Linked DNA regions of Macaca mulatta: region 2 is linked to region 1. Evidence: chromatin contacts called from public Hi-C data. All regions are on one chromosome and are shown on one strand. The core of a region is the stretch at or near the end of the contact, and the rest is flanking DNA. Distances in the headings are between cores, read along the strand shown. Region 1 overlaps WNT5B (Wnt family member 5B). Region 2 overlaps DCP1B (decapping mRNA 1B).

Region 1 (4,235 bases), core at 1,193-3,692:
ATTTTGTGGTATTGGCTGGATGGAATGTGGTGTACCTGTGTGAATAGCATCACCCGCCGTGGGGTATCGGGTAGAGACCAGAGTGGATTATTTGCCCAAGGGTCTTCCTTACACCTCCCCTATCCAAAGGCTACTTTTGTTTCCCAGAAAAGGACGTGTGTAAGGTGGTGTCAGTCTGTGGTGATGTTAGGAGTTCTGGTAGTTGCTAATCCAGGGCAGAGAGACTGGAGGCATCTCAGGTGACTTCTGCTTAGGGCGTGTGTGCAGCCTCCCGGTCTCTCAGGCACCCTGTCCGTCTCCCAGTCCATTTGCCCACGTCTTCGGGTGTCTGAGCCTGAGGAGTAGAGACGTCAGTGAAGGGGTTAAGATCCACACTTTATCTCTTGAATGCCCAGAGTCGATCCAGTTTTTGAGATCCTAGTTGAAACACTGCCCTCCCTAGTCCCCGTTGTTAGTAGTTTTTCTCCCGCCTGATCTTCAGTCGGGCGTTCTTGCTCTTCTCAAGTATTCCTTACTCCACCTCTGCCTTGGGAGGTTGGCGGTAGGTTCCTGTGGGCAGGGATTGCCCTCTCTACCCCTTTGTTTCAACCGTCCCTGTGCTGTATGTGGGTGGGGCAAATGGATACGCACAGAGGAGTTCCGTGTTGCCTCCTCGGGAGAGGTCAGATTCACAGAGGCTGCTTTCAGCTCTGCTGAGCTGTGCTATGGTGTCCGCACGTGCCTGTGACCAGGCAGGTGCCACCCACTCTTCCCCTTTCCCCTGCTGCTGAGTCCGTCTCACTTTATTGCCCTTAATTGTTTGTTGACTTGTCTGGGCTCTTATCTGGCAGCCTTCTCTCCCATCGAGCTTGTTCCTGGCTCCACACCTTCCCTGTCTGTCTCCCCGCTTAGCCCCTTCCTTCAGGCGCCACACCTCTCCTCTTCCTTAACTCCTTATCTCTCCCTTTGCCTCTGCCTGCTTCAGGTTGGGAATTCCTGGCCCTGTCTATTTTTTATCCTCTCCAAGGAACAGGCCTCGGCCATCAGTCATCATCTGAGGCCGGAGGTATTCACTGCCTGCCTCCTCACACCGACACACAAAGTTCTCCGGCAAGGACTGAGTGATGGCTGGGATGGAAAATAGACAAGTATTTTAGAACCAGATTAAAAAGAAGAAAAGATTATCCAGGATCTGACGTCTTGACACAGAGTCAATCTTAAGCTCCTTTGCCAGAAGTTTCTCCTGGCCTGCAAGAGCATCTGATAGCTCCTTCTTAGACAGTGGCGACAGCACCCGCGGCTGATGTTGTTCTGCCACTGAAGGGTTTGTAAGCATTTTCCAGATAAAAGCCTGGTGCCTAATCCTGTGACATTCCTGTCTGTCACCAGGCTCAACACACCATTAGATAGAAGTGGAAGAGGAGCTGAGAGGGCTTTTCCAGGGACAAATTGTAGAACTAAAATATTTTTTAAAGCTTTTTTTTTTTTTGGCTTTTTGAGTTAGCAGTCTGGGCTGAAAATTGGCATTTCCCCCTATCGCCTACAAAAGGAGCTTGTGTGTGTGTATATATATATGTTGATATATATATATCAATAGTAAAATATGAAAAACATTGCAGATATTCCTATCTCTACAACATCTTTGAATTAGGGAAAGGATGGAGGGGGTGTTTAAACTGGTGCGCTTCCTCTTGGATTTGTTTTCCTAAAATTCTGCTCCTTGCCCTCCAGAGTCTTGCTCCGACTCTCCTTCCCCAACTCTGTCTGTTTGCCCTGCGAGAGATGCTTATCCGTGCCCTGAGCTGCTAAGCAACAAGGTGCGCAGTTTCCAACCCTTAATGTTTCCTTCTCTCAGCAATGCCAGACGCCTGTCATCCCTCTCTAAACCAAGGACCATTTCCAGAGGAATGTCAGGCTGCAGCTCAGACCCAGGGCATTTGCGCCGGAAGGGTAATTGCAGGCCCCGTCTTTGAAGTGTCTGTGGGAATAGGGTGTCAGTTCCTTTATGTCTTGGACCTGGAGCTGCCCGGCTAAGTGCTGGTGCCTTTCACCTTGGGAAGAGCCTTCCTTTCCTTCCTCCTCTGCTCTCAGCCAACTTTGAGCCCCAAGATGGGAGTGGATAAGTGCTTGTTGTTCTGACTCCTTTCTGGGTGGCCTTGGAGGTTAGTGAGCCTCTCTAGAGCTTCAGTTTTTCCACCATAAAATAGTGGGAATAATTCCGTCCCGGAAAAAACTCAGGAAGACTTTTGACAACAGTCGCATGCACTGATGATGGCTGCGCTGTCTCTTGCACCTGCAGTGGTCTCTGCTTAGCTCTGAATAAAGACACGATCTGGGGGCTCTTGAAAAGAAATCTAAGAGAAACCCTTGAAAAATGAGTCCTGACTCAGTTGGTGACAATGGCTGTGCATAAGAAAATGGTCTGCAGCCGGCTTGCGTTTTCATCCCGCCGTCTGCACGCCTGGGCCTGCTGCCAGGGTTGGTTGCCATGGTGCGTCCGTGTGCTGCCGTTGAAAGCACTTTGTACGCAGCTTTCTGGTCTGCTCTTGCTTTTACGTTTTGATTTGGGATAACTCAAGTTCGCATCTACTCCACGTTGCGATGTTCTGTGACTTCTGGGTTAGACTTGTTTTCGACAAAGTGCTCCCGCAGGCAGGCCCAGCCACTTGCAGTTCCCTTGCACGTTGCCTCACTGTGTCACTCCGCCTCTCCTGGGGGGTCTGGGGGCTGCTAGAGAGGAAGACAAGTGGTCTTGCTTACAAATGGATGGCGTATGGCAAGACTCCTGATGACTCCATGGAGCTAGTGACCACGTGGCAACATGGGGAAAGGGGCCATTTAATTCTCAGGGTATTTGACAAGATCAGGGAGAGTTTTGGGCTAACCAGGGCTATGCCAGGGATTTCTGTGATAGGCTTGTGATACAACTGGATTCTTTTTTCTGACTTGTGCTCCTATCATGCAAAAGCTCGACACATTTTGTTGTTTTGTTGTGTTTTGCTTTGTTTCTAGAGATGGAGTCTTGCCCTGTTGCCCAGGCTGGAGTGCAGTGGCACAGTCATAGCTTGCTGCATCCTCAAATTCCTGGGCTCAAGTGATCCTCCTTCCTTGGCCTCCCCAGTAGCTGGGACTACAGGCACTAGCCACAGTGCCTGGCTGTATTTTGTTGGATATTATTTATTTGTTTGAGGCTTTGATCAAGACGGAGATATCTTTGTTTTCCGATTGTGAAAAGGATGCATTGATTGTAACAGGTTTTGAAGAATGAGAAACTGATAGAGTAGAGAGTGAAAGTGCCTCGGTGCCATCCTCTTGGCTGATAGGAACAGGTTGCCTTGCCTCCCCGGTGTTATTTTCTGTGGCGCCCCTTTCATGTTTTCCCTCTGAGCACCCGAGCACCCTGGAAGGATCTTTGCATGCATTTGAAAAGCTATCTCTCCCCATACCCTACCTGCCCCTCCTGTGTCCGAGGCCTGTGACTACCCCAGCCACCCTCTGGGCCTCTTCTGCCGGGATCCTCCTTTTTACTCCCTTCTTTCTCCTCCCCTAGGCTGTGTATAAGATGGCAGACGTAGCCTGCAAATGCCACGGCGTCTCGGGGTCCTGCAGCCTCAAGACCTGCTGGCTACAGCTGGCCGAGTTCCGCAAGGTGGGGGACCGGCTGAAGGAGAAGTACGACAGTGCGGCCGCCATGCGCGTCACCCGCAAGGGCCGGCTGGAGCTGGTCAACAGCCGCTTCACCCAGCCCACCCCGGAGGACCTGGTCTACGTGGACCCCAGCCCTGACTACTGCCTGCGCAATGAGAGCACGGGCTCCCTGGGCACGCAGGGTCGCCTCTGCAACAAGACCTCGGAGGGCATGGATGGCTGTGAGCTCATGTGCTGCGGGCGTGGCTACAACCAGTTCAAGAGCGTGCAGGTAGAGCGCTGCCACTGCAAGTTCCACTGGTGCTGCTTCGTCAAGTGCAAGAAGTGCACCGAGATCGTGGACCAGTACATCTGTAAATAGCCCGGGGGGCCTGCTCCCGGCCCCCCTGCACTCTGCCTCACAAAGGTCTATATTATATAAATCTATATAAATCTATTTTATATTTGTATAAATAAATGGATGGATGCTAAATAATGAAAAGATGAAAATGGAAAGGAAAAGCTTATTTAAGAGATGCTGGAGATCTTTGAGGAGTGGACTTTGCTGGTTCTCTCCTCCTGGTGGGTGGGAAACGGGGCTTTTTCTCTCCCTCTGGCGAGGACTCTCA
Region 2 (4,303 bases), core at 310-2,809, 320 kb after region 1:
TTACCCATACGGCAGGGGCAAGAACAATACCGACATGGTACATTACAAGTAACTGTACCTGCTGGGTATGTGGACCTCTGAAAGAGCTGTGGCATTTCCTTCATAAGGAAGGGAGAAGTGTTACTGTTTTCATTCCAGTGATAAGGAAATGAAGGGGAGAAGACGGTAAAGCAAGGCGACCACAGATCCCTAAGTGCCAATGCCAGACTGAACACACAGGTCCTGGTAGACGGCAAACGAAGGCCAGACCAGCAGCTGCGGGCCTCTCCCGACAACTGGAGCATGGCCCCCGACACCGCAGCCATGGCACAGAGGAGCCGTTTGATTAAATGCTGCTCCCATTTAATCCTCATATGGACCTTGTGAGGGTCTTTCATTTTCTAAGTGAGAAAACCACGTCCCAGAGATGTGCTTGTTCAGGAACTGAAGGCGGGTCTGTGTGACTCCACAGCTGGGTGCTCTGTCCCCACACCAGACAGCTCCGGCTTCTGGAACTTCCGCCAGGTTGAAGCCCACTGCACTGGATAAGGCTGCCTCTATGAACAGAAATCTCAGGGCTCCACCTGAGATTCAATTAGCTGAAAACTGCTGCCTGGGAACCAGTGGCACCTAAGGAGTGGCGTCCATGATGTTCTCAGAATTTGGGCTGAGTGGAAAGAAGAAAAGCCCATTTATTTATGAAATCTAACTTTGGGTGCCTTAGATAACCCTTTTTGATCTGTTTCTTGGACTCACTAGAGAAAGTCCTTTTGTACAAAGACACTCTCATCTGCTCTGCTGTGTAGAAGAAATAAGCACTCCATCACCAACTGCCCTTTAAAGGCTGCCTTCGTCTTTGGTCTAAATGAATTGGGCCTGTCCCTTTTGAAATGATTTATTCCAGTAAAGGATGGAGAATTTGTTATTTTTCAAAACAGATGACTGTGGTGTTGACCTAGAAAGGCCCGACTGAAGCCTGCAGGGTAGGTCTGACCGTGCTGGGCTTGGGTTTGTTCCTCTGTTGCATCAGAACACGGGCACCTTTTCACATCAGGTACTGCAACTGATATTCCTTTCTGTGCTGTTTACTCAATTCTGAAGCAAAAGAAGAAATATTTCATGAAATTAATCATTTGCTACTGCAAATATGTTAGGAACATTAAGTATGGAATTCATCTCTCCTTAGCTAGTGAGGCAACTCTAAACATGTCATTAAGATCAAAGATATATTTTTAAGGTTGCCAGCAGTTAAGCAGATCATTGATTTTGTCCCATTTTTGTACATGTGTTGCTGAAGCAAGCACTATTATCATTGGCTTTGGAATAACAGATCCAAGTGTGTCTCTGTCCTTGCCCTGTTCTCCTTATAAGACTATTGAGATACCATATATGCAATTATTAATTTCAAGTGTTTTGTGAAAACTTTGCATGGTTTATCACTATGTTAGATGTTGTAGGTGATACGAAAGAAACAGAAGAAGTCAGCGCTTCCTAAATGTTGGAGGATAACACAGTAGACTCCTCGCCAAGGTCCGGCATATGACAAGGGTTCAGTAATAGTCAATCCCTTTTCCACCCACCCTTTCTCTTCACAAGAAAAAGCACCTTCCTGCGGAAGAGTAGGGGAGGTGGTGTTCTAACAATGCTTTCACTTGATGGCATGGCTGAACAAAGGTCTAGTGCTTCAAGTCCAAGCCTAGGTCTCAGAAACTGTAGGGAAACCTGTTTTCCTCATGCTTCCATGTTATGAACTATAAAATGAGAATAACAATTACTGCCTACTGTGCAGTAATCTAAGATCTTTTTATTATCCGAGAATAAGAAGGGCTATAGAAACGCAAAGCTTTATTTATTATGAATACTCAGCAGGGACTGATTCCCATACATACTCTTAACAACTTGGCAGGGGCTCGTCCGACTCCTTCCAAGATTAAGCTCCTCATCTCTGTGAACATAAAACTCGATCTTCTACACAGCTTGCAGATCATGACGCCCTGAACATCACAGTCACAATCTCCTGTGCCCTCCCCCTCAGCATGTTCTGCGAAGGGTGATATACTATCCATTCGGAAGCTTAGGCGGGCACATCCTGCTGCTTGGGTCCAAAAGAAATACCATGGGCTGGGATGGATGAAGTGTTGCTGGAAATCTGGGCCATTTGTCAACTCCTAGAACATCTATCCTCTAGAAACCAGCTATAAATACCTTTAGAAATAACTTCCTTCAAAGGATTGGGTAAAACATGCCAACTGGGTTTTTACAAATGAAAGGTTTACTTTGGTAAAAGAAAACTGTCATTACTTCCAAAGGCTCATTAAAACCTTTGTAGGCGAACTTGTGGGACGACACTGCCACCTGGTGGTCGGCGTGCACTGTGCACACTGAACTCCCTAATGGAAATTATACACTGCTCAAAGAACAGCCCTTCCCACGGAGACACCAATTCTTCTAAAGTGGCCCCACACATGTAAGGAGACATACTTTAAGCTTGGCATTTACTTGAGTGACCTGAGCAAAGAATTTTCCTACCCACTCAATTCTTGGTACCAGGTGTACTGAAGGACATGATTTCTAAAAGCAAAACAAAACAAAACACTTGAAAGGCAGGCCCGGTGGTGACAAAATCTCTCAGCATTTGCTTGTCTGTAAAGGATTTTATTTCTCCTTCGCTTATGAGGCTTAGTTTGGCTGGATATGAAATTCTGGGTTGAAAATTCTATTCTTTTTTTTTTTCTTTTTTAAGACAGAGTCTTGCTCTGCCGCCCAGGCTGGAGTGCAGTGGTGCGATCTCCGCTCACTGCAAGCTCCGCCTCCCGGGTTTACGCCATTCTCCTGCCTCAGCCTCCCGAGTAGCTGGGACTATAGGTACCCGCCACCACGCCTGGCTAATTTTTTGTATTTTTAGTACAGACGGGGTTTCACCGTGTTAGCCAGGATGGTCTTGATCTGACTTTGTGATCCCCCCGTCTTGGCCTCCCAAAGTGCTGGGATTACAGGCGTGAGTCACCACGCCTGGCCCCTGAAAATTCTATTCTTTAAGAATGTTGAATATTGGCCCCGACTCTCTTCTGGCTTGTAGGGTTTCTCCAGAGATATCCACTGTTAGTCTGATGGGCTTCCCTTTGTGGGTAACTTGACCTTTCTCTCTGGCTGCCCTTAACATTTTTTCCTTCATTTCAACATAGGTGAATCTGACAATCATGTGTCTTGGGGTTGCTCTTCTTGAGGAGTATCTTTGTGGTGTTCTCTGTATTTCCTGAATTTGAATGTTGGCCTGCCTTGCTAGGTTGGGGAAGTTCTCCTGGATAATATCCTGGAGAGTGTTTTCCAACTTGGTTCCATTTTCCCTGTCACTTTCAGGTACACCAATCAAACATAGGTTTGGTCTTTTCAAGTAGTCCCATATTTCTTGGAGGCTTTGTTCGTTCCTTTTCATTTTTTTTCTCAAATCTTGTCTTCATGCTTTATTTCATTAAGTTGATCTTCAATCTCTGATATCCTTTCTTCTGCTTGATCAATTCAGCTGTTGATACTTGTGTACGCTTCACGAAGTTCTCGTGCTGTGTTTTTCAGCTCCATCGTGTCATTTATGTTCTTCTCTAAACTGGTTATTCTAGTTAGCAATTCCTCTAACCTTTTTTCAAGGTTCCTAGCTTCCTTGCGCTGGGTTAGAACATGCTCCTTTAGCTCGGAAGAGTTTACTACCCACCTTCTGAAGCCTACTTCTGTCAATTCATTCTCCATCCAGTTTTGTTCCCTTGCTGGTGAGGAGTTGTGATCCTTTGGAGAAGAAGAGGTATTCTGGTTTTTGGAATTTTTAGCCTTTTTGCGTTGTTTTTTCCTCATCTTCGTGGATTTATCTTTGATGTTGGTGACCTTCGGATGGGGTTTTTGTGTGGACGTCTTTTTTGTTAATGATGGTATTCCTTTCTGTTTGTTAGTTTTCCTTCTAACAGGCCTCTCTGCACTAAATATGGAAAGGAAAAACTGGTACCAGCCACTGCAAAAAACATCAAATTGTAAAGACCACTGACATTATGAAGAAACTGCATCAACTAATGGGCAAAATAACCAGCTAGCATCATAATGACAGGATCAAGTCCACCCATAACAGTATTAACCTTAAATGTAAATGGGCTAAATGACTCGATTAGAAGACACAGACTGGCAAATTGGATAACGAGTCAAGACCCATCGGTGTGCTGTATTCAGGATACCCATCTCACGTGCAAAGACACACATAGGCTCAAGATAAAGGGATGGAGGACTATTTACCAAGCAAATGGAAAGCAAAAAAAAAAAAAAAAAAAAAAAAAAAAAAAAA

Evidence for each region. Hi-C and Micro-C count contacts between places; a contact is called where the count stands out from the background.
Region 2: a contact with region 1 is called in a Hi-C map of fetal cortical plate, with 2.5 times the contacts expected there. The contact joins two enhancer-like sites. A contact is called at or near these places in 6 of 14 Hi-C or Micro-C datasets (CD4 T cells, blood, cortical neurons and 3 more).

What each region holds. Positions count from the first base shown.
Region 1 is chr11:2,487,814-2,492,048 of T2T-MMU8v2.0, forward strand. WNT5B (Wnt family member 5B) reads left to right here. Exons shown (of 5, transcript XM_077953265.1): 5 at 3,530-4,116. The coding sequence ends at 3,988. Among named protein-coding and RNA genes, the nearest start is that of FBXL14, 54 kb to the left of the region's middle. Within about 2 kb of position 2,443, at least 8 of the 40 cell types and tissues checked have an H3K27ac peak or open chromatin away from gene starts, as enhancers often do. A contact at or near this core is called in fetal cortical plate, where this site is marked.
Region 2 is chr11:2,807,707-2,812,009 of T2T-MMU8v2.0, forward strand. DCP1B (decapping mRNA 1B) reads right to left here. Exons shown (of 9, transcript XM_028829155.2): 9 at 863-1,074. The coding sequence ends at 1,069. Among named protein-coding and RNA genes, the nearest start is that of CACNA2D4, 28 kb to the left of the region's middle. Within about 2 kb of position 1,560, at least 6 of the 40 cell types and tissues checked have an H3K27ac peak or open chromatin away from gene starts, as enhancers often do. A contact at or near this core is called in fetal cortical plate, where this site is marked.